7 separate regions of the Mus musculus genome follow, and all the other regions are linked to region 5. The links are chromatin contacts, called in public ChIA-PET, HiChIP or PLAC-seq and promoter capture Hi-C maps. All regions are on one chromosome and are shown on one strand. The core of a region is the stretch at or near the end of the contact, and the rest is flanking DNA. Distances in the headings are between cores, read along the strand shown.

The links. Promoter capture Hi-C pulls out the DNA fragments that hold promoters and counts their contacts. ChIA-PET counts read pairs in DNA pulled down with a chosen protein or histone mark. HiChIP or PLAC-seq counts read pairs in DNA pulled down with a chosen protein or histone mark.
Region 1: an H3K27ac HiChIP or PLAC-seq map of the HPC-7 cell line shows a contact between it and region 5, with 7 times the contacts expected there. The contact joins the enhancer-like site here to the promoter of Adss in region 5. A contact is called at or near these places in 14 of 39 promoter capture datasets (the 3T3-L1 cell line, 3T3-L1-derived adipocytes, the C10 cell line and 8 more), 4 of 484 Hi-C or Micro-C datasets (bone marrow-derived macrophages, cortical neurons, forebrain and 1 more), 18 of 115 datasets of contacts at active chromatin or transcription factors (the 230-238 cell line, DN3 thymocytes, the HPC-7 cell line and 13 more) and 2 of 9 other capture datasets (adipose tissue and macrophages).
Region 2: an H3K4me3 HiChIP or PLAC-seq map of bone marrow-derived macrophages shows a contact between it and region 5, with 4 times the contacts expected there. The contact joins the enhancer-like site here to the promoter of Adss in region 5. A contact is called at or near these places in 13 of 39 promoter capture datasets (the 3T3-L1 cell line, 3T3-L1-derived adipocytes, the C10 cell line and 7 more), 5 of 115 datasets of contacts at active chromatin or transcription factors (astrocytes, bone marrow-derived macrophages, embryonic midbrain and 1 more) and 3 of 9 other capture datasets (adipose tissue, liver and macrophages).
Region 3: a promoter capture Hi-C map of pre-B cells shows a contact between it and region 5, with 5 times the contacts expected there. The contact joins the enhancer-like site here to the promoter of Adss in region 5. A contact is called at or near these places in 6 of 39 promoter capture datasets (the C10 cell line, embryonic stem cells, liver and 2 more), 3 of 484 Hi-C or Micro-C datasets (the G1E-ER4 cell line, adipose-derived mesenchymal stem cells and embryonic stem cells), 5 of 115 datasets of contacts at active chromatin or transcription factors (astrocytes, bone marrow-derived macrophages, large pre-B cells and 1 more) and 2 of 9 other capture datasets (liver and macrophages).
Region 4: a contact with region 5 is called in an RNA polymerase II ChIA-PET map of memory CD8 T cells, with 16 read pairs. The contact joins the enhancer-like site here to the promoter of Adss in region 5. A contact is called at or near these places in 1 of 484 Hi-C or Micro-C datasets (CD4 T cells) and 5 of 115 datasets of contacts at active chromatin or transcription factors (astrocytes, large pre-B cells, memory CD8 T cells and 2 more).
Region 6: a contact with region 5 is called in a promoter capture Hi-C map of liver, with 3 times the contacts expected there. The contact joins the enhancer-like site here to the promoter of Adss in region 5. A contact is called at or near these places in 3 of 39 promoter capture datasets (3T3-L1-derived adipocytes and liver), 4 of 115 datasets of contacts at active chromatin or transcription factors (astrocytes, bone marrow-derived macrophages, large pre-B cells and 1 more) and 1 of 9 other capture datasets (macrophages).
Region 7: an H3K4me3 HiChIP or PLAC-seq map of bone marrow-derived macrophages shows a contact between it and region 5, with 3 times the contacts expected there. The contact joins the enhancer-like site here to the promoter of Adss in region 5. A contact is called at or near these places in 4 of 39 promoter capture datasets (3T3-L1-derived adipocytes, the C10 cell line, HPC-7-derived erythroid cells and 1 more), 4 of 115 datasets of contacts at active chromatin or transcription factors (astrocytes, bone marrow-derived macrophages and fibro-adipogenic progenitors) and 1 of 9 other capture datasets (adipose tissue).

What each region holds. Positions count from the first base shown.
Region 1 is chr1:176,872,866-176,876,015 of GRCm38.p6, forward strand. Sdccag8 (serologically defined colon cancer antigen 8) reads left to right here. Exons shown (of 18, transcript NM_029756.3): 11 at 1,699-1,833. Among named protein-coding and RNA genes, the nearest start is that of Sdccag8, 60 kb to the left of the region's middle. Within about 2 kb of position 1,491, at least 7 of the 459 cell types and tissues checked have an H3K27ac peak or open chromatin away from gene starts, as enhancers often do. A contact at or near this core is called in the HPC-7 cell line, where this site is marked.
Region 2 is chr1:176,831,522-176,834,896 of GRCm38.p6, forward strand. All of the region lies in intron 5 of Sdccag8 (serologically defined colon cancer antigen 8), which reads left to right. It also overlaps the pseudogene Hmga2-ps1. Among named protein-coding and RNA genes, the nearest start is that of Sdccag8, 19 kb to the left of the region's middle. Within about 2 kb of position 1,285, at least 77 of the 459 cell types and tissues checked have an H3K27ac peak or open chromatin away from gene starts, as enhancers often do. A contact at or near this core is called in the HPC-7 cell line, adipose tissue, bone marrow-derived macrophages and 3 more, where this site is marked.
Region 3 is chr1:176,994,606-176,998,182 of GRCm38.p6, forward strand. All of the region lies in intron 16 of Sdccag8 (serologically defined colon cancer antigen 8), which reads left to right. Among named protein-coding and RNA genes, the nearest start is that of Gm15423, 55 kb to the left of the region's middle. Within about 2 kb of position 2,251, at least 101 of the 459 cell types and tissues checked have an H3K27ac peak or open chromatin away from gene starts, as enhancers often do. A contact at or near this core is called in the G1E-ER4 cell line, bone marrow-derived macrophages and pre-B cells, where this site is marked.
Region 4 is chr1:176,944,862-176,948,188 of GRCm38.p6, forward strand. It overlaps Sdccag8 (serologically defined colon cancer antigen 8), which reads left to right. Exons shown (of 18, transcript NM_029756.3): 14 at 1,247-1,374. Among named protein-coding and RNA genes, the nearest start is that of Gm15423, 5.5 kb to the left of the region's middle. Within about 2 kb of position 1,645, at least 65 of the 459 cell types and tissues checked have an H3K27ac peak or open chromatin away from gene starts, as enhancers often do. A contact at or near this core is called in memory CD8 T cells and thymic regulatory T cells, where this site is marked.
Region 5 is chr1:177,794,951-177,798,369 of GRCm38.p6, forward strand. Adss (adenylosuccinate synthetase, non muscle) reads right to left here and starts at 1,559. Exons shown (of 13, transcript NM_007422.3): 1 at 1,262-1,559. The coding sequence starts at 1,444.
Region 6 is chr1:177,043,447-177,046,772 of GRCm38.p6, forward strand. Akt3 (thymoma viral proto-oncogene 3) reads right to left here. Exons shown (of 13, transcript NM_011785.4): 11 at 329-416. Among named protein-coding and RNA genes, the nearest start is that of Gm15423, 100 kb to the left of the region's middle. Within about 2 kb of position 1,680, at least 10 of the 459 cell types and tissues checked have an H3K27ac peak or open chromatin away from gene starts, as enhancers often do. A contact at or near this core is called in liver, where this site is marked.
Region 7 is chr1:177,138,174-177,141,298 of GRCm38.p6, forward strand. The region is part of intron 1 of Akt3 (thymoma viral proto-oncogene 3); the gene reads right to left. Among named protein-coding and RNA genes, the nearest start is that of Akt3, 110 kb to the right of the region's middle. Within about 2 kb of position 1,643, at least 6 of the 459 cell types and tissues checked have an H3K27ac peak or open chromatin away from gene starts, as enhancers often do. A contact at or near this core is called in bone marrow-derived macrophages, where this site is marked.

The DNA.
Region 1 (3,150 bases), core at 241-2,740, 920 kb before region 5:
TGATCATTCTAACTTAGTATCTTCAGGGCTTCTTATTTTCATGTGGGTCAAGTATGCTATTTATGTAATTCAAGTGCAGACACCTGATGACTGTAAAGCTCTTACTTAACTGTAAGCTTTTGTTCAGTATTGACAATGTAAGAGTTTTTATTACCACATGTTAATTATATACAATAATGGGCCTCATCAGTGTGTTTTCATGCGTGTATATAACATATTTTGATGACATTTATCCCCATTAATGTCTCTGATTCCCCTGTTTTTTTTTTTTTGATATATGAACTAGTGAGTTTATTGGGCTTATTTATAGGGCACCAGTTTAGTGTTTCATGTATAGAAGAGTCCACGTGCTGGGGGCAGTGATGGAGCTCAAGCATCTCGCTCTGTCTCCACAGACACAGTGCCCAGGGCTGCATTCCTTCACTTTCAGTGTTAACTAACAAGTTAGCACTGAAAAGTTGGAAGCACTGAACACAGCTCAACCATTAAGCCTAAGGACTGGAAAATGTTTCTAATTCCAAGGAGAAATAAGGAGGACTTGGTGCTATCTACAGACTCCCTCAGAAAAGCCATTTATCCTAATTATTCATCCATATACTCTTGGAACATTTGGTGCCTTTTAATGAACATGTCCTTGAGGAACTTCTAGTCAAAAACCAAAGAGACAGCTAAACACAATGACCGGGTGTGATCAAGCGCCACGCCAGCGGTGTACAGAGGTGGAGGGTGATGAGGTGGATACTCAGAGCGTGCTGCAGGATTCCATGTCAGTGCAACTGTGAGAATACGGCCAGGGGCCAGGGTGGCGTGGATAGCAACAGTGAGAACAGACACAGGCACAGAGCAGGCAGGGAGTTCCCATGCACAGCAGCTAAGTAGCAGCCCCCTGTGTGAAAGACCCCAGCCGGCTATGTGCTGGGCACTGGCCTCAAGGAGGGATTCCTGGAAGACGGAGATAATTGCACATCTACCAGGGCTGATTCCTGATAGGACTGAGGAACACTCATTAATGGAGGCTACATGGGCAGTGCCAACAGAGGAACTGCAGAGAACTCCCTTGTTGACTGGGGAAGGGTCCCTCTTCCTCGCCTCCCTCTCCCTCTCCACCTCCCCTCCCTCTCTTTCTTATCCCTCTCCCTCTCTCTCCTCCCTCTCCCTCCTCTCCTCCTTCCTCTCCCCTTCTCTCCCCCTCTTCCCCTCTCTCTTCTTCCTCTCTGTCTCTTCCCTCTTCCTCTCTCTCCCCTCTCTCTTCTTCTTCTCCCTCTCCTCCCTCTCCTCCCTCTTCCTCTCTCCTCCCTCTCCCTCCCTCTCTCCTCCCTCTCCCTGTCCTCCCCCTCATTCTTTCTAATGGTTAATGATCATGTGGGAAAGGACCCAAGAGTTTCTGGTCCCCATTCTCCCTTTGAAAGGACTCCATTGAAGTCTGTACTGTAACATATTTGCTATCTCAGGGTTTCAAACAACCTTTAGACTTCATTGTTGACACCTTTCACTATTGGTTAGAGGCCAGGGAATGAATAGGAAGGAAAGAGGCATTCCAGGTTATGAGGTGAGCTGAGAAGGTAGAGAAGTGGATCTCTCCAGCCCACAGAGAAAGAGTGTTGAGCCCAGTAGCTGGTAGACAACAAACTAATGAAATAACTTCTTAATTTTCATATTCTCAATACTGTTGCTGAGACTCTTTGTTTCCTCTCACAGATGTTGATCCTGTCTCAGAATATTGCCAAGCTGGAGGCCCAGGTTGAAAAGGTCACCAGGGAGAAGACTGCAGCTGTCAGTCACTTAGAGGAAATTCAGAACCACGTTGCGTCTCAGGAAATGGACGTCACAAAGGTCCGAGAAAGTTTTGCTTTAATAATTGGCTTAAGTACATGTTTTCTTTGAAAACATTTTTCTTTTAAATTTATTTATTATTTTTATTATTGTGTGTGTGTTATGTGTATGTGTGTGGTGTTGATATGTGTATGTATGTATTGTATATGTATGTGGTGTGGTGTGTGTGTTATGTGTGTATGTGGTGTGTGTGTGTTACGTGTGTATGTAGTGTATGTGTGAGTGTGTGTGTGTTATGTGTGCATGTGTGTGTGTACTGTGTGCATGTGTGTGTGTTCTGTGTGCATGTTGTGTGATGTGCATGTGTGTGCTGTATTCAGGCACACGGGAGCACGCATGCTCGTGCACACACACACACACACACACACACACACACACACACACACACACCGTGGTACTCCTATGGAGGTCAGAGTCAATTTTCTCTTTCCACTGTGAGATCTACCTCTGGTTTCAGACCCTCTGAGCAATCTCATTGCATTGAAACCATTTTTCTTTTCTTTTTCTTTTTTTTTTTTTTTCTTTGCTTTTATTTTTCCCCTCTGTGTAGACTTGGCTCTCCTGGGACTCAGAAATCCAGCCTTGCTCTGCCTCTCAAGTGCTGAGATTAATGGTGTGGGCCACTGAAACTACTTTTCTTATTATCCAAAGCTCCATATGTCATTAGAAAGAAGTTTAGAATACAAAGTCTTTTTATTTTAAGAATAGTAAATGTTACTTTAGTGAGTCTGTCAACGGCCATTACTATAATCGCCTCTTCCTCTCCTCTTATTTTATGGTACTGAAAATCCAAAGCTAATTTGTAGCAAAAAATCAATTGGCAAAGACAGACTTGTGAATAGTTCTATTTAATTGTTGAATTTTTAACAAAACTTACCTGTCTAAGTTAGCAAGGAGTGATTCTTTTTCTGTAGATAGTATGAGCCCGGTCTTTCCAATAATTGCTTAAGGCATGCTGAAAGGTTTGTTTGATATAAGAAGTTTCCTCCTCTCTCTTCTGTTTCATATCTACTTTTAAAATCAACATTTTCTATTAAATTCTTAATTTCATCTTATATTTGGCATATTCTTATTTTATTGATTAAGTTATATATTCGTGCCTTGGGCCTCTCTGACCAGTGAAGTGAGAACTAAAACATATAGTGGTTTTAATTGATTTATTTTAAGAAATACTAGTTTGTCTGGATTTCAAGTAAGTCCCTTGACCAGTAAGAAAGCAAATATTTCCAAACATCATATATAAATGAAATCAATTCATTATCACTAAATTTATAGGTAATATTATAATACAATAATATATCTCCTTAAATTTTAATA
Region 2 (3,375 bases), core at 35-2,534, 960 kb before region 5:
TGGAGTGGGTCTTCAGGTGACAGAACCTGGGCCTGGAGGTCCCCGGTGTCTTCCATATGGAAGGAGGAACCAGCAAGGAGGGAATGTGTCACATAGGAGGCACTGAGCCAGTCTAGGAATGCTTCAGCATCTCACCCCGATCTGTTGACTTTCTCTGCATTTCTCTTGAGCTCTAACATCTTAGATGAGCAGCACTGTGTGGTAGGAAGAACCCTGGCCTGTGAGTCTGAGAATCAAGATTCTGTTCTGTGTCTGCACCGTTTGTTTGTCCTGGTATTTACTAAGTAGTGTGATCAGCCTTGCTCATAGTAATTAGTTCCTTTAATGGTGATTTGAGAAGCTTTACCCTTGTCAGGGTCTACAATGAGAGTTCCTGGGCTCCATCCCCTGAGAGTCCCCAAGATTTTTCTGGTCTGGTTAGATCCTAGGAATGTGAGCCTCAGGCTGCCTCTTGTCTCTAGTGTCATCGGCCCAGACTTTGAAGAATGGATCAATGCTCTTTAGACTCTCTAGAGACCGTTTAGATTCTGTAGAGTCTAAAGACCCCTGCAAGTTATACAAACTCTACCTTCCATGGGGCAGTTCTGATGTTTGTGGTTGCAGCTTACTTTGTCATAGACTTTGTGGTTTCTAGATGTAGGCATCATTAGTAAATCATATCTATGAAGAATAATATGTGAGAGTCTTGATGATGTAGTTAAGTGTCATCTGATTTTGGTTTTGTAGCTTACTTCCCCTAGACGGACCCAGCATTTCCTTTCTGGTCCTTGAGGTCTGTGTGTGTGTGTGTGTGTGTGTGTGTGTGTGTGTGTGTGTGTGTTGGCTGTTCAGAAGCATCTGGTTGTGTTGACTTTGAAAACTCATCAGTGGGCTGATGATTAGTATTCGGTTTGTTTTCTGTGCTGACATTTACATTTGTGACAAGCTACTTACTCCTTTATATAAAATTATTTTGAAGCTTTATAAGATTACTAATATTGGTGGTTAAACATTCCACCTTAGTGCTTATAATTTTGATGTCAAATTGAAAAAAAAAAGGTATCATCCAATAAAAAGTCCTTGGATATAGCTCCTTAGAAAAATAGTCCTGTGCTGTTCTTGTAAGTATATAATCATGGAGCAGTGAGTCAATTATTCATCGCCTCAATATTTATACAGTGACAAAGAAGTGGGAAGAAGAGGAAGTGAAGTGAGAGAGGAAATCAGGCAGACGAGTGAGTAAGAGGCAGGGGGCATGAGCAGGGAAGGAAGCGATGGTCGCAGCACATCTGCCTTTCAGTCTGAGCAAAGAGGATTTGCCAAAAGGAAACTACAGTCATAATCGTAGACAAGACAAGGTTCTAGGGGCTATGATGTCGATCTTACTCATTCCCGTGTAGTGAAAGGCATGCAAACCCGGGAATAACTGTAGTAGGTGTACTGGCCAGCCCTTTAGCCTCTGTGACATCACTGTTGTTGCACAGTTGTGCTTGCTGCTTGCTTGGGTAGGTAAACAGGTCTTTCTCCAGTGCTTTCTTGATACAGTGTTGAAATTAATATGAATAAAACTTTTTAGCATATCTTAAATGTTGGTGAGTTAGGAATATTATCTTCCTCAAGGAAAAATAGGCTTTTTTAGTGACTCAGATATTCATACTAAATCTCAGCAGTGCTTTAGGTTAATTTGAACTTAGATTTCCTAGTGTCACACTATCCTCTTCTGTAAAAGACTGCAATAATATATAGTAATTACCATTTGTTCTGACTGCATGGGTATGTATCAGGCACTGCATCAAGCCTGTTATTTTCCTTGTATTATTTCAGTTTCACAATAGCCATGCAAGGCAAGTGCTACTATTTGTGTTTAAGAGGAGAAAGTTAAAATATGTAGTAGTTAAGTAACTGACTCTCTGTCACAGAGCTACAAAATGGTGAAGCAAGAACTGGAGCCCAGGCTGTCTTGACCCCCTTGAATGCAGTTACCTAAGCTCATGTTTTGTTCCCTGTTTGTATAAATTAGTAAGAGATGCTTGCATTGAACCAAACCATAATGCCCAGAGGTTTCTCCCAGAAAAGAAAGAACTGTGTTCCTCAATTCTCTCTCTGCACTTGCAGGCAAGCCCCCAAGATTTGAAACTTCTGGGTGGGTTCATTACCTAGATGTTATAGAGGAATGGTAATGGTATTATTAAAACTAAAACTATTCACAGTATGCATCAATCATCTTTTAAAATCATAGTTTAACCCCCATGAAAGTTTCCTGTCAGAAAAGCGTTCTCTGTAGCTAAAAAGTATAATATAAAAAAATATGTTACTTATTAGAGATTTTTGGCACTAACTTAAAGATCTAGGATAGGACTTATAAGTAGAAAGTTTCTGGGTCAGTTTCTGTACTAATATTTCCTACAGTAAGTAAATAAGAAGTTTTCAATGGTTTTAAGGATTTAAAAAATTGGTTAAATACTATTCAAGTTTTCAAAAGTGATCTGTAGAAGACAAGCACTTATTTCTAAAGAATAATAATATTTCTATCAAGGGCCTGCAATCCGTGGTCTGTAGCCAGCTTCTCTAGAGAAATTATTACCTCATCCTGGATTGATTTCAGAAGCAACAGAATATGAGCAGATCTTGTAAGACATAGCCCTACTTACACAATAGTTTGCAGACGTGTTGGCCTGGGACCCGGATTCATTCCCTGGCCTCCTTCTCTCCCCACCCTCTACTTTATCTCTTTCTTAGTCAGGGTTTCTATTCCTGCACAAACAAGAAGCAAGTTGAGGAGGAAAGGGTTTATCCAGCTTACACTTCCACACTGCTGTTCATCACCAAAGGAAGTCTGGACTGAAACTCAAGCAGGTTAGGAAGCAGGAGCTGATGCAGAGGCCATGGAGGGATGTTCCTTACTAGCTTGCTTCCCCTGGCTTGCTCAGCCTGCTCTCTTATAGAACCCAAGACTACCAGCCCAGGGATGGCACTACTCTCAATGGGCGGGGCCTATTGATCACTAATTGAGAAAATGCCCCACAGCTGCATCTCATGGAGGCATTTCCCCAACTGAAGCTCCTTTCTCTGTGATAACTCCAGCTTGTGTCAAGGTAACACACAAAACCAGCCAGTACACCTCTGTTAATTGTAACTTTAATTTTTCAAATTCTTAAATGAGTTAACCCTCTTTTAGCCCACCACCCAACAGAAGGTGGGAAAGAAAGGATATGGGGGAAGTGGACCTGTTTAGAAAACTTCTTTGGAGCAACTCCTGTCTGTGTTGTCTGGAAATCTGCAGTTCAGTTTACAGGTTAGCAGATGGCGGCAACAAACTTTTCACAGATACACAGCAGTGCAGTTCAGTAGAGTTGGGATAGCAAACACGAATCAACAGTGGAGACATGACCTAGC
Region 3 (3,577 bases), core at 1,001-3,500, 800 kb before region 5:
ATAGGTCAAAAAAAGAAAAAAAAAAAAAGAAAATCGCCATGCCCCACAGTTAAAAATGGTGGAGTCCCAAATAATTCCTGGTCATCCCCTTAAAAGCCTTGTTGTGTCAGAGTGAGTAAGAGGAGCCTCCAGCCAGGCAGGGGCACAGTGAGCCTCCTCTCAGGCTGCCTTCCTAGCCCTCTTTTGTTGGGGGATGGAGGGAAGGAGAAAGGCAGAAACAGATGTGCTGCTAGAAGATCTACAGGCTTCTGCCAACCATATGGCATCTTAAAGAAAGATGGTTGGAGCGTCTGGATTAGCAAAGAGTCGGAATGGGGAGCCATGTGTCGCGTTGGTACAGGCAGTTGTTTGAGCTCTCTCTAAATGGCTTCAGGAGATTGTGTAATGGAACAAATGGTCCTGAGAGCAGGGGAGCAGCCTTGCCGCTGCTGGAGAGGCAATTGGCCCTGGGGCGGCGGCTGCTTTCCTCCCTGCCCGCAGCATCAAGTATTCTTTTAATGTTCTTCGAACTCTGAGAATTGACTAGAACTTTTCAACTATTAATTACAAGGCTGGGTTCTCTGGGCTCTAGGCCCCTGTGAACTCTCCTCTCTGCCCCCAATTTGGTAATTAATTAGTCATGTTGCAGCCCTGCTCCCGTGTGCTGTTCCTCTGTCCTCCGCAGGGCTCCAGGCTCAGTCCTACAGTTCTCAGGGCCTTGACAAATGCCTTTTGCAGGAAGGCTGTCTAACTCCCAGGGGCCTGTGTGTCCATCCTGATCCCAGGAGATAGACAAATCTGTGGAGGCCATAGTGAGCACATGAGAGCATACCCTCCCACTGTTGTAGGTCTTCCAGTCTCTACCAGTGAAGTCACTGCACTGTTAGGCCATACCTGCCATTCCCTGGCTCATCTGAGAGCTCAGATGCTATTTTATAGTTCAGAATAAGCATAAACTGAGCGCTGAGACCTAGGGTACTGGCAGTACATGGCCATCGCAAGGCAAGCATTGTGCTCTGTTGCTGAGAAGAGGACTTTGTACATGCAGTAAAATCGCCAGTGGCTGGAAAAGTTAGTTCATAGCTAACTCTGAGGCTCAGATGTGACAAAAGTTGGCTTATAGAAGGTCGAATGGCTGAGAACAACCAAGGAAGCAGTGGGTTGACCTGAGAGAAGCATTCAGCAAATCTTCATTAACCTTTGAGAGCTCTGAGAGTGACTGGTGAGTCAGCTCCTGGCCTTTCTGAGCCCTGTGGGAACAGAGCATACCGAATATTGATGCCTTGCCTATCATGTCTGACCCCAGCTGGACGCCCTCCCCACACACAGAACCAAGGAAAGGGTAGAATTGACATAGTGAGCTGACCACTTGGATCAGCACATAAAGCTATTCACCGTGCAAGCCTGGTGCTCTGAGTTCGATACCCATCAAGGTAGAAGGAGAGAACCAACTCCATAAAGTTGTTTTCTGAATTTTCACATATATTACACACGCATGCATGCATGCATGCATGCAGACAGACAGACACACACACAGACACAGGTGCACACACATATCATACTCATATGTACACATGCACATTAAAATAATAAAAACATGAAAAACCAGAGCCATGTGAGGTGTGTGTCTAGCACAGCTTCCCTCAGAACATGGAACAGCCACAGTGCGTTCTTCTTTGTCTGTTGTAGCAACACACAGCCTCCTGCAGAAAGAAGGTGGAAGCCAGGTCCTGTGTAACTAGGTTGGAGTAGCAGAAAGGCGGTTAGAGATGGCATGTGTCTGCAGACTGGCATGGTTTCTGGCTTTGTTCTTGTTAAATGGGGTCATCTAGAAATCCTGTGGAGATTCTTAACAAGGACATCTTAAATAACTATTGGTGTTTGTGTTGTAAATTGTGCTCTTACACACTTGAGCACGCCAGCTTCTCTCTTTTTTTTCCTCCCCAAGCCCATTTTTTGCTAACACATTGAAGGTTAGGATATTCTTACTCTGTCTTGTGAATTTGGGATTCATTGGGGGCCTGTATCTGTGAAAAGCCTAATTCTGATTGTTATTCGCCAATTAGAAGAAACTGTCAATCGGATCCCATTTTCTTTCCAAGTGTACACAGCCTGGAATTTGTCAGCCTCTGAGTTTCTTGAAACAATGCAATTAAACTGTAACATATTTCCTAACATTCTTAATTAAGACAGTGACTGGAAAATGTAGATTAACAGAAGTTCCTGTTTTTATCAACATATTTTCTGTCTTTCCACCGCCCTCACATGCCCCTCCCCCCAGCGTCTTACTTTCCCTGTCTGATGTCAGTTTCGGCCACGTGTACATTATGAGCATGGCGCTGAAGAAACCAAGTACAAAATTCTCTTTTCATTCCGAGCTGCCCGCCCCGCACCACACGCACTGTCTGTTACATGTCGCTTCTTAGGAGGCTCAGCTGCGAGTTTCTTTCTAAACGCAAAATGTTTCTGAAGGAAGGAGTTCAGGTTGGGCAGATTGTGCTAGAGAAATCTCACTGTCTCTGAGGGGAACTGATACGCTGGCTGATTGTTCTGTGCAGGCTCAAACTGGCGCTGTCTGCAAAGTTCAAGAGTGTCTGGAAACTGAAATATGAGGGCAGCTCAGGAGATCGAGCAGACAAAGCATTTGGAGGGGAATTTCTAAGTAGGGCTTACAAGTGAAACTCTAAAGTGTAACTTTGTAGAGGGGCAAAAATCAAGAATGAAGGCCTGGGCATAAAGCATGCCCACTGGAAATATTTTCAAGGACTCACGGGTACAGTTTTCCAGGGCACATTTGAGGGTTGATCGGAAAACCCGCTGGGGGGGGGGGTCATCCAGCACCTTTTGATTGTCACCTCTTTGAGTGAGTTCTTAAGTCTTGCCAGTTTCAATTAAGTCACAAGAGAAGCTTAATTACTTCATAGAAATTAAAACGAGCGGTAATATTTCTTTGGCCTCTCTATTAGCCAAGATTTTTTTCTCTTTAATTAAAAATTGGGTCGTCCATGATCATCAACAAACAATGATTCACTTATTTGTTTACCAATAAGGAATTAGAATTAAAGACAGCAAATACAAACCCACAGCACCTCTTGCATCGCCGGGAAATCAACCTGTTTTTCACATTGCTTCTCAGGAGAATGAAATTGGGCCGCGAGCATGGAGTTAATGAAGCTTTCACCCATCTCCTCCCTCAACTGCCAGCTCGCTTTAATCCCCTCCTTCTGCCAAAGTCCAGAGGCCCCGGGAGCCCCTGTGGAGCCTCCCTAGCCAGATGCTAGGCACCCAGCCGGCCCCTGCAGGTGCCGGCCCTCTCATGGTGGGCAGGGGGTGCTGGCCAAGCCACCGGTATCCAGAGGCGGAACAGGCGGGCGCGCCCCCGTGGCCCATGCGGAGCCCTGTGGCTGGCTGCACCTGCAGGAGGACAATTGCCCAGCACGGGGTGGCCAGCCGCACTGGAGGCTGTCGCTGTTGTCTGGGCGGGGTGCGGCCTGGGTTCAGAGCAGGCGGTGCAGGATCTAAGTGCACAGCTGCTCCTCTTCTCTGAAAACTAAGACAGAAGCAGTTTGTTGGCAGCATCCAGAGGGAGAAATCAAAG
Region 4 (3,327 bases), core at 395-2,894, 850 kb before region 5:
TCCCTACAAGGGATCAGTCTCAATAAAATGAAACAACAAAAAGAAGTTCTCTCATAAAGAGAGCCACCAATAGGATGTTGTCCTCATGCTGCAATTCTGTCAGCATGACCCAAAAGGAAATTTCATTATGAATAGATGAGGGAAGTAGCTCCTGTTCACATTGCTGTCCATTCACGGTGTGCAGCCTGGTGTATGAAAGCACTTAATGAAAGCAGGCATGTGGTGCTGGCCTCTCAACAGCCTCTGCCGGTATATTTGAAGTTATATCTTACATCTTGGAAGAAAACCAGAAGTAGTCTACGAGGCTTAGTTTCAAAGCAAAATTTCCCAAGACTAAGAATTAAGTCATGTTCTTCCTAAAATTTCACAGTCTTAGAAAATAGCGACCATCCGGACGGTGAAAGATTGGTGATATTACAAGACAGAAAGAACAGAAAGCATGCATGCTGTGAAGATGCAGTCAGGGCTGGCAAGGGCTCCTCAGGAAAAGGTGTTTGTAAGGTGAAAGTCTAAAGGCTCCAGTCCTGTCCCCAGCCCCACTGGGCTAAAGGAAGAAGACTAGTTCCTGCGAAGTGCATCTGTGATCTTTTCACCTGCACACTGGCATGTGTGAGCGCGCACACACACACACACGCACACACACACACACACGCACGCACACGCACACACGCACACGCACACACATACACATACACACACACGCACACACACACGCACGCACACGCGCACACACGCACACGCACACACACACACGCACACACACACACACACATACACACACATACACACACACACATACACGCACACGCACACACACACACACGCACACACACGCACACACACACGCACACACACACACGCACACACACACACACACACGCACACACACACACACACACACACACACACACGCACACACACACACACACATACACACGCACACGCACACACACACACATGCAAATAAAAATTATCAGGTGATAAAATACAACTGTTTCATTGTTATGATTTTGTTTGAATTTTTAAAACGTCACCCTTGAGTCTGTCTGGACTTGTATGTATGTGCTACACAGTACAGAGAGAGTCCTTTGGATTTTCTCTCTCCTGCAAAATGGGGAGACTACAGAAAGATTAGCTACTGCTGCTTTAGTGTACTACCTGTCTGCAGTCTGTGGTCTGTGGGGGAATGATGGAGGTCTGTGCACCTGCAGATAACGTCTCTGTCTGTCTCCTCTCTGTTTTGCAGACTGGAAAAAGATAGCATTCAGCAAAGCTTTAGCAATGAAGCAAAGGCCCAAGCCCTTCAGGCCCAGCAGAGAGAACAGGAGCTGACACAGAAGATACAGCAAATGGAGACCCAGCACGACAAAACTGGTGGGTGGTAGGGAAAGATTAGAGCCTGGGCACTTGCTCACAAGCCAGGCCCACGCCTTACTGTGAAATGACATCAGGAACACCTGTAACCTTTGGCTGGCCGAAGGGAGCAGATGCTAACTGCACCGGAGATTCCGAATTACATATTAGTTAGCGTTTAAAAGAGAAAATGGGAAGTATTGCCCACTGTCTGTTGACTTGAGAGTGCTGCTCTCACATCTGTTGCACCATCTGGATTATGAGTTTATTTACCTGTGTTCAAGAAACGTAGAGCTGAGAGAGACCACAACAAAGTAGAAAAACAAAGGGCTTGCTTTTGGCTGGGTTTTCAGGCACACATGTTATATAAAGAAAATAGCATCAGAAGCTCTGCGGGAAATGCTCTGAGCTTACAGTTAGAGTCTCCTGAATAGCATTGAACAGTTCCCACAGTACACACATTATAGCTACTCTAAAAGCCTAATGAGTTTGCTTCAGCATCCAAACTGGAGAAAAGCTTTACCCATTAATCGGTTCTTAATTCACTGTCGCAGCTGGATGTAATTCAGTGGCTCCAAATTGATATGTTCCTTTATTTAATCTTTGCAGCTTCGAACATTTTTAGCATTTGTATGATTTCCCCCACCTCCCCCAATGCAGTCGAGAGTGATGCTTAATCCTCTGCATTCGTCAGCTTCTCAGAACTGCTGTTAAAATTCACTAATACAAGGCATTGACCACAGCTGGCAGCTTGGCCCAAAATCGCCATCTTTCATCACGTTGGCACTATTCTGCAGACTGAGTTGGCCAGTAACTCTTTACCTTTAATTTGAAAGTAAAATGCACTTTGAAAATAGGCAGTTTGATGTGTGCAGTCAGGGCGTTATGTAGTTCCTTTCGCTTTTGAGTTGTGTGTTCACAGACAGTGTTAGTCAAAACAAGACAGTGTCAGCCATTATAATTCTACACCACATACTCCACGCTGATTGTACCATTAAAACAAAAGTTTAATTGATCCTGTCTCTTCCACAAAAAATGTTGCTTAATTTTAGAGCCCTGATTTATTTTGCTTTGTTTGCTGTATGCTTCACCCCCCCGAACATTAGTAAAAATTGAAAAGGGAAAATTATTTACAAATGAATTTCACAGGATTTAATGCATATTATATTTAAAGATATGGTTAAAAAATGATTTCATCTATTGGTAACCTGAAGTTCTTTAATGGATTTATTTACTTATAAAGTCAGCTATCCTGATGCCTCATGTATAGAGTTTCTCCTTAGCATTTAGCCAGAAGAAATAAAAAAAATCCAAAAGATTTTGTTGATTTTTTTTTTTTTAAACTAACACAAAGAGGAATTCATCGGGGAAACTGTCCTTGGCTATTGCTGGTAGAATCCTGGACCAAGAGTTTGGGCAGGACCTGAGAGTTGGGAAAGGTTTTGACCGTTAAAATCGTCTTTAAGATCATTTATTTTGCAAATGCACACACAAATCACACCCTCTTTAGTCTCTGGCCAGACTGTTATTGAAACACACACTATGAAAGTATGGTAAGATTTCTAAGGACAGTTGTGTATTCCACCTAATGACTGGAGTGTATACAAGCTCTAAGGGGGTAAAACATGGGCAGATAAGAACCATCAAGCACCAAGTACAGTGTAGCAGAGAATTCCTCGGCTTTAATTTCGAATTATCTGGTTGTGATAATTTTTGACACTGTTTATAGTAAAATTGTCAAAATAAAAATATAATATCTTGCATACTTCAAAGATATAAGCATTTATGACTTCATTTGAGATATTTGACAGTTTATGAGCATGCTAAAATGTTACACAAGCTGATATGATCAAAATTGTTCCTGGTATACAAGTTTATTATGAAAATAAATGTCTCACAAGACTCAGTGTCCCGCCAGATGACAAGTCCTTCACTTAGGACACTGACAGTGATCTGGTGGATGTAGGAAGGGCA
Region 5 (3,419 bases), core at 309-2,808:
CGCAAGAGTTTAGGCGCTTTGCTAAATCTTCAGCCCAGCTACCAGATCTGATTTTAAAAGTGAAAGGTGAAGGCTGGGCTTTGGATCACCTCCTAGGCGAGTCAGATTCCAGGCCAACACCTGTGAGAGCACCATTAAATATGCATGTTGCCAGACAAGCTGCTGGAAGAGAAAGAACCTGTGAAAGAACCCTGTGAATTGAAGAATGGTGGTAAAGCGGCAGTTGGAGCAATAGGGCTCCACACACAGTAAAAAGATGACCCAAGTCAAAGCACCTGGCCTTTTACAGGCCGGTTTCTTCATACGTTTCAATTTTAGGTAAAAAAGCTTTCCACGATTAGCCTAGACCACAAGGCACCCCCACACAAAACCATGTACCTTCAGGGAGAAAAAAATTCTTACAATCTAAATACGCCACCATTAACTTCCAACACTGCACCTTGTTTTGAATGTGGGAACTGCTCATTTATTTTGAATTCTGAAACGGGGATGATAGTTTTCTGAGAGCCTTTTTCAAAGGCCTACCCTCTAGGCTGCTTCAAAGCAAATGACTAATAAGAAAAAAAAAAAAAAAAAAAAAAAAAACTAACACTAAAACCCACGTGTCTCCGGGTAGGAAACACTGGATTTCCTGAAAGTCAACTTTTTATATTACCGAAGCATTGTAAACATTTCTAAATTATCCGACTTGAAATCTCCGTATTTAGTTGCCTCACACTCACTTTTCAACTTACTGGGGATTCCTTAAGGACCGGTGAGTAATAAAAACAGATCTCCCCTTAATAGTAGTCTATGAAATACGAGTTAAAAACAAAAAACAAACAAAAGCACCGGAGGGCCCCAAACAGTCTCATCGCCCCGTAGCGGATTCTGCTATCAACAAAGTGGACCGATGGAGGCGAGGTTCTGCGTGCCTAAGCCTGTAGGTAATGCAGTGCTGAATCTCGATTTCAGGGAAATTGGGGAAAAGGACCCTTCCTAGTCCGCGCCGGCGGGTGGGCCTGGCCGGGTCTAGCCAGAGTCCCGAGCAGGCCTCGGGCGGAAGCTCCCTCAACTCTGCCCGCGGCGCACCGCCAGCCCAGTCCCCAGACCCCGAAATGCAGCTCCAACATCGCGCATCTTCCAGGTTCCTCCAGAGTCACCCGGAGCGTCACCGGAGACTCCAGGGCAGGGGTTCCCCGCAGCTCCCAGCCCGAGGGACGCACCTCAAGGTGACACCTCACCGCGCCGGCCGTCCCAGAAAGGGCCCGGCTTCCCTCACCTGGCAGCGGCACACGATGTCGGCGTCCTGCGCCAGTAGATCCACCACCTTCCCTTTGCCCTCGTCGCCCCACTGCGCTCCCAGCACCACAGTCACCCGGTTCCCTCCGGACCGCGCCCTGGGGCGGCCACAGTCGCCGTTGGGCAGGGAGGTGGCCGCCGGGCTGCTCTCGGAGATCGACATGGCTCCCGGCAGGGCAGAAGAGCCTTAAGGAGACGGGGCAGGAGAACGGAACGTGAACCCAACTGCTGCGCCGCCACCAGCCACATGCGGAGGAAGAAGGAGCCAGAGGCCGGCCCCGCCCCCGCCCCGAGGGCCGCCACCCTCTCTCCAGGCCCCGCCCCGCGCTCCGCCGCCCGCCCGCTCAGGGCGGGACCACACTTGGCGCAGGCCGAAGCCTCTGCGCGGCCCGCAGGCGCCACGGCCTCAACTGCCGCCACCCCAGGGCGGAGGCCACACCCCATCCCCGGCTTGGCGCGCTGCTCCGGGGAGAACCGCGCGAGAGCGGAGGCCAGGGGGCGGGGCTAACGGAGAGTTCCGCCCTCTGTGCCCGCCCACCAGCCTCTGGCCTTTCAAACTCGCGGTAGGGAAGGGGGTGAAAGAGTGTGGAACTACAATTCCCAGCATGCAATGCTCTGTGAGATGGCCAAGGCATGGCACCACAGTGTCAGGGTTGGCTGGTTTCGGTCTCTAAAAGCCAATTTGGTTTTCTGTGTCTAAACACTTGGGTATCTTAAAGAATGAAATACCCTTACAAAATGTAAACTGGGATTTAAAAATATGTGGAGGCTGGAGTGGAGCCGAATAAATTTAGAACTGAAAAGGGACTAAAAGTGCAAACTAAAAGCAGTAAAAATGAAATCTAGAGATAGCATCCTAACTCTTCCCATTTTTACAGTATCTGGGGCACAAAGATGAGTCAATTGCCTATGTCATATCCGAATGTACCTGGGTTATTTGATCCCCACAACCTTAAAGTTTACAATATTTTGTAAAATACGTTCGTTCTACAAAACAATTTCTCTTCTCCCATTTTTTCTCTGTTGAAGTGTTGGAGATCAAATTCAGAACCTTGTAATTTGATGCGAATACTGTACCACTGAGTTATTCGCCCCCCAGACCTTCGAACTCTTAAATAGCTTATCAGTTCCTCTCATGGGCGTTAAAATGGTACTTTGGACAGTTTGCAGATTGAGTAAGCCTAGGTGCTTCTCAGTGTTTTAATTGTAACTGATTACAGAGTGTGCCTATTGTCTATCTAATGTGGGTTTATCTATGTATTTATTTACTTATTTATATTATTTGTGTGTGAGAGGTCACATACCATGTTGTGTGTCTGTCTGTCTGTCTGAAGGCCAGCAGAGGGCCTCAGATCCCTGGGAGTCAGAGCAACAGGTGGTCGTGAGACATCTGAAAATACAGCTGTTCTCAACCTATGAGTTGAGACCCCCTTAGGGAGTCAATCAACCCTTTCACAGGGACTGCATATCAGATGTCATATCTGTTAGGTATTTACATTATGATTCACAACAATAGCAAAATTACAGTTATAAAATAGCAGTGAAGTAATTGTATAGTTGGGGGATGGGGCAACCACAACCTGAGGAACTGTATTAAAGGGTCACAGCATTAGGAAAGTTGAGAACCACTGAGACAACAGGTGCTAAAGAGGGAATCCAGATGCTCTGGAAGAGCAGCACGTGCTCCTAACTACTGAGCTGCCTCTCCAGCCCTGATCTAATGTTCTCACTGCAACCCAAACTGTGACATTAAATTTTGGTAAAGGAAATAATTGCTTTGAAAAAAGACTAATAATAAAGAATGTAGCTCATTGCTTGCTAGCACATGTAAGACCTAGGATTTAATACTCACCATTACAAACAAATCCATATGGCATAGAATCATATCCTGTGTGCTGTCTCCCAGTGTCCTGATCACCGAGCATCTATAAAGTCCAGTTTTACATTGCATAGTTCTCCTACTCATATACTAATCAGACCAGTCTCTGCTTGAATTCTATGGTGGGCAGGGTTTCAGGTGTGATTATAATAGGAGTACTTACTGTACCAGTACTGGTCTTATCATTAAGTACGGAGAATCTATGCTATACTAAGACCTCTGAGCACAGGTAACACAGTGAATCAAGATCACCAGTTGG
Region 6 (3,326 bases), core at 430-2,929, 750 kb before region 5:
GCAGACAGATTTCTGAGTTCGAGGCCAGCCTGGTTTACAGAGTGAATTCCAGGACAGCCAGGGCTACACAGAGAAACCCTGTCTCGAAAAACCAAAAAAAAAAAAAGAGTGAGGAAACATAATTGGTAGCAATCATTCTATGGGAAATAATATTTTACAAGTAATAGAGATAAATAGAATCATAGATTTGTTTGTTAAATAACAAAATTTTTTCTTTAATTTTTTTAAACATAACTTCAATTCCAAAGCAAAACAGAAAATATCGTCGTATCATTCAAGTTTACTGAGGTAAATTTCTAAGGTGTAGAGAACCTTAGAGACAGCTTACCTTTTTGTCATATACATCTTGCCAGTTTACTCCAGAAAAAAAACTATGCCTCATGATTTCTTTTGCATCATCTGGCCCTCCACCAAGGCTGTAAGGATAAGAAAAAACATTAAACAAGTATAAAACATTTATATAAGTTATATAAGTCAAACAATAAGTTTTATGTAGGTAAAATTTAGTGTGTTTAAATAATTTTTGAAATGCATAGCCATGAAAATAAAAATTAAATAATGCTACTACGTAATACTACCCTTAGACGAAGGTAAGAGACAAAGGCTTTAGAGAGAGGCCTGAAGAGGCAAGGGACTTTGGCCTTTGAGAGAGGGACTGGGTAAGCAACAGGCGAGCAGCTCCAACTGCATGGTAGACACTGCACCCCTTTGTGGGCGCCAAGATTTAATACATGGCAGCACCACGTATAAGCAAGGGGTGCTTCTACCACTGCTCCTTTTTTAGTCAGTGAAAATGTTCTTTTGTTAATGTAAATTCTGAAGTAAATAAATGGTTAGAAAATGATCTGAGTCTAGTGTAGTTATTCACAATACTGGGGAGGTCGAGGCAGGCACATATCTGAGTTTGAAGGCAGCCTGGTCTACACAGTAAGTTCAAAGACAACCTGGTCTACAAAGTGAGTTCCAGAACAGCCAGGGCTACAGAAAAAGACCAAGACCATGAGTGTCCCACAAAGAAAAACAATAAAACTCTCTCTGACATCACCATCCCATATAAAAATCTCACAGGTTGTATTTGTATTTCAAAAGAATGATACAGAAACAGTATTATTATCTATGAAATATCCTCATAGTCCAATTTACTATACAATTCAGAATATAAAACTAAAAGTTAAAATTACACCCTAAGTTAAAAGTTGTTTTTATCTAAACAATGTGACTTGATAAGAAAAAACAAGTGTTTTCTGGCTTCTATGGTTCAATTTAGTATATATTTATTTAAAAGAAAATACATATGAAAAATAAGAATGGAAGGAGGGTAACAAAAAAAGAGAAAAAAATGAAGGAACACACTGAAATTGGATCTAACACAGGGAATTTTCTTTGGACTTAGTCATGCATAGGTGCATATACATGATTGAGCTTATTATAGTTTTTACTTTTATAAGGGATGTAAAGTATAATATATACAAAAAGTATAGAATGTTTATATTATTAATCAGATACAAAATTCTCACAGTAAACATTAATGTATGCTCAATTCCAAATTCAACTATAAATGACTATGATTACTAATTAGTTGTGGAATGTTTGTTTTGTTTCTGTTAAGGCAGAGAAGAAAATGACCTGAGAAACAGCAACAGTGAGCACTGACTGCTGAGAGACTTTGTACAGTGAACACCACCTTACCTACCTCGCTGCTTTTGCAATGCCACAGAAACCAAAAGCTCTTCAAATGAGTTTACACTATTAACCTTTCCCCCACATTTATTTTCTTTCTTTTTTCTTTCTCTTTCTTTCCTTCCTTTCTTTTTTTTCCGAGACAAGGTTTCTGTGTATAGCCCTGGCTGTCCTCAAACTCAGAAATCCGCCTGCCTCTGCCTCCCAAGTGCTAGGATTAAAGGTGTGCGCCACCACTGCCCGGCTCCCCCTACATTTTCTTAATTCTAAAGAATCAAAGCACCAATCAAACACTGACTTCGAGGACTGGCCAACTTTGGTAGTAGGAATGATACCCTTAAGGCCCAATTTCAAAATAACATAGTTGAAAATCAAATCACTATATATTGTTTCCACATGGACACAACTCAGAAAAACAAAATAACAATGACATGGAACAAAATCATTAGAGTGATAAAGTGTGACTTCGTACTTTGCTTTCACTATTCTTGATTTGCATAATTTGATAAAAATGAGTGACTAATAAAATGTATAGCTCAACATCTGTGGAAATTTAACAGCTAGTTCTGGTGATTTGACGCATACCAATATTAACATGTCACTAGGTAAAGAAAAAACAAAACAAATAGCTAGAGAAAGTACATAAGGACCAAATCTTTGGAATACTGGCTACCAGATGTAAGGAATTCATGTCTAAGATGGACCTAGCTCTTCCGACATAGTCAGGATGAACCCTGAAGTAATCAGTAAATACATGATTAGCTTTGGTGTTAATTGCAAGAAAGCTTTCTCTAGAATCTACACAGGATTCTTTAAATAAACTCTTAAACTCCACTCCAGAGATGGACACTAGGTTGTATAATATTGTAGCAGAGTTCATATCTGGAACCTTCAGTCTGGTGATTTTATTTAAGGTTTAACCTCTGACCCCCACACTCACTGTTCTTCCAATTATGCAGCTTTCCCCTGGTAGGCTGCCAACTCACAGGAGGGCAGAGATCAGTACTGGATCAACAGTCATTCTAAGCTTTGCTTAAGAGACAAGAAAAGCAGAAAACACCAAAATGTTTTTTTGCTGAAAAGAATTTGATATTTCAAAGTACAAATAAAACCAATATGCATAAAAATCAGAACTCTATTTTCCTACACAGTTTAGTTTATAGTTTACAATACTGTTTGCACTGGATGTATACTTGAGAGGATATATAAAGGAGAGAAGCAGCCATTCTACAAGTTTAAAAATATATATATCAATCCAGATTCAGTTATTCATTTTTGGGTAAAATCTCAGTACTTTTGCAATAGGTTGGCTTAGGATGTAGCTACCATGTTTGTCAAAATACATTATATACTGCCTGTGAACTCACGCTATGCCTGAGATTACAGTTGTAGGGTGAATTTTAGAAGCTGAAATCTATTAGCACAAGCTTCTTCAAAGTGTGAAGCTGTCAAAAATTTCAATGTCAATGGCTCCTTAATATACAACTTAAAGACTTCAAAATGATGTCAAAATATGCTCTGAACTGACTTATTTATGCTTACAATTACTAAACTCCCAACATCAGAATGCCAAATAAACCTTTAGCTTCCATGTGTTCTTAACTATGAGGAACATCACAGAAGTGCCATTTCCTATAGAGCTGCAC
Region 7 (3,125 bases), core at 393-2,892, 660 kb before region 5:
TCATAGTGCCTACACAAATTATGTACGGACACAATATAGAAGCTCTTAAAAATTCTGCATGGCATAATATTAGGTACTAGATTTTGTTATTAAATGGAACCATTGCTAATTAATGCAATTTATAATCAACATTGTACTTATCTAGGAATATTTATATAATTAGAAAACAATAAATGTGTATCATAAATCAAAAACAGTCTTTTAAGCTGGAGAGAGGCCTTTGAAACTTTTCTTTTTAATATTTATTTGTATTATTTTAATACATATGTGGAGAGGGCACTACATAGTTATTGCAGGTACGCCCAGAGTCTAGAAGAGAGTTTAGGTTCCCTGGAGTGAAAAACAAAAGTTGTGAACATCATGACATGGGTGCTGGAAACCACACTTGAGTCCTTTGAAGAGCAGTACTTGCTTTTCACCACAGTACTCCGCTCTCTGTAGCCTGGAAATACTTGTTTTTACTAAAGAAATGTAAAAATTATGCAATATCTAAATACAGCATTAGTTAAAATCATATGCTATCTTTAAGACAAATATAAAGGTACAGAAAAGTAAACAGAAGTCTCAGAGCTTTTAGAACTTCTTTTCTTCTATTGATGGGATGTCCGTGTACTGTCCAGATTCATCTGGAACTGAGCTCAAGTAATCCCTTAGGCTTTAGCCCCCCCAGGCACTAGTCACATCTCACCTAGTTTATGAACAATTATTATGAATTTAAGAATTTCTAGGAGCTGAGGAGATGGCTCTGCAAGCAAAAGCACTTGTTCTGCAAACCTGACCATCAGAGTCAGATCCAAAGAACCCACAAAAAATGCTAGCCTGTGATCCCAATACAGGCAAGGCAAAGACAGTAGATCCCTGGAATGATATGGCTAAGCCAGTACAATGTAAGGCTCTGGGTTCAAGTGAAAAATCCTGCCTCAGTAAATAAGGTGGACAGCGATAAATGAAGGCACCTGACTTCAACCTTTGCCTCCACACTCATATGCACATAATGTATGTTCACCTGCATACATCTGTGCCCATATTCATACACACTCATATGCACATAATGTATGTTCACCTGCATACATGTGTGCCCATATTCATACACACTCATATGCACATAATGTATGTTCACCTGCATACATGTGTGCCCATATTCATACACACTCATATGCACATAATGTATGTTCACCTGCATACATGTGTGCCCATATTCATACTTGTGCACTTGAGGCTGGAGGGATGATGGCTCAGTGGTTAAGAGTGCTGACTGTTCTTCCAAAGAACCCAGGTTCAGATCCCAACACTTTGCAGTACCTCACAACTAAACTCCACTTTTAGACAATTTAATGCCCTCTTTTGACCTCTGTACTTGAGATGGACAGACATACATGCAGACAAAGCACCAAAACACAGAAAATAAAGTCTTAAAACTTTTTAAATAATTTAGTGTTGAAATACATACAAGTACTTAAAATATAAATGGATTATGCAGGTATAATCCAACCCTCATAAAATATTAATTCTAGAAAAGAAGTGGAAGTTTCTGGATATGTCAAGTAATACAGACTCAAACCGTGTCTTGCTGATACAGACTCACATGGTGAGGTCGACTCACGTGGTGTATTGCTGAGGCAAGACCCATGGGAGGACATGTGATGTTTGGAGAAAGTATAAATAGGAGACAACAGACACGATGTGTCAGAGGCCTGGCAGTTTCTGTTAGATCTAGCCACCTCTGATTCCTGTTTGCTATCCTGACATTACTGGACTGGACTACTGGTGTCCTGACTAACAGAGATTGGAATAGCCCCACGCAACGTCTTCTAAACAGGTTCATATCCCCTTGTCCTATTTACCATCTTTTCTCCCCTACCTTTGGACAGTGGGCTAGAAGGAGGCGGTGGGTGAGGGGACGTCAAAGTATTTGAGAACCTTTATTAAAAGTAAGTTTTAAGAAATATAAGCCTACATAGTAAGAAGTGTGAGGAATGAAATATCGAATCTGAAGAGGTGAGAAAATTTTAGGGATATATAAACCTGAACACTGGCACATATCTGCAGTCCCAGATATTCAGGAGGCGGAAGAAAGAGGATCCCTTGATTCCAGAACCTTGAAATCAGCTTGGACATAACAGTTTAGGATACAGACATACGCAAAATCTAGTTTTCTAAATAAAATTGTCTTTACTCACTTCTGATGAACGATGGTTGTATCATTTTCCTTTATTGATTCCTTCAAATAAGTAATGTCCTTTAACTAATCAGTGCTGAACTAGGGTATCAACGCAATGTCCTTAACCATATTATGTAATACAACATCTGTGACTCTCTGTCATTTCCAAATACCTATACATGCTCCTAGAGAAAGGGTAGTAATTACTATTTGTTGTCTGTGGCATATTCAATACACAATCTTTCAACATTTCAAGATTCTGTTGCTTCTCTGTAGATTCTAAAATGAGGAGGGACTGCCTGCTCTCCTCTTTCAGAGGTCAGTCTAATCCTGGACTGACAATATTACCAATGCAACTGGCGACACAGAAGTTGTTTACAATTTTGGTAAACCTGCAATGTATGATCAAGATGCCTTAAAAGCTTTCCAGATGTACCCACATTTCTGCTTTTCCATATGTTCCTTCATGATTATTTTGAGAAATATATTATAGTCAAGAAATTTTCCTTCCACTGCATAATGCATGAACTTGTCGTTTAAGTATAGTTTTCATGCCTGCTTCCTAAGGAAGGTTAGACTCCATGAAGAAATTAAAAAAAAAACAACCTATGCACCAAATACTGTAAAGCAGTGTTTCTCAACCTGTGGGTTGTGACCCTTGTGGGTGAGGATGAACAACCCTTTCACATGGATCTCTGAAGGCCATCAGAAAACACAGATATTTAAATTATGATTCATAACAGTAACAAAACTAGTTATGAAGTACCAATAAAAATAATTTTGTGGTTGGAGGCCACCACAATATGTGGAACTATAGTAAAGGCTGCATTACTTAGAATGTTAAGGCTACTGTTGTAAGATGTTAGAAGGGCAACTTTAACTTCTCTAAGGAAGTGCATTATCAGCATTTTATTTAAAATGTTCCATAATCGTTAACAATTACCACCTTACCTTTAAGCATTCT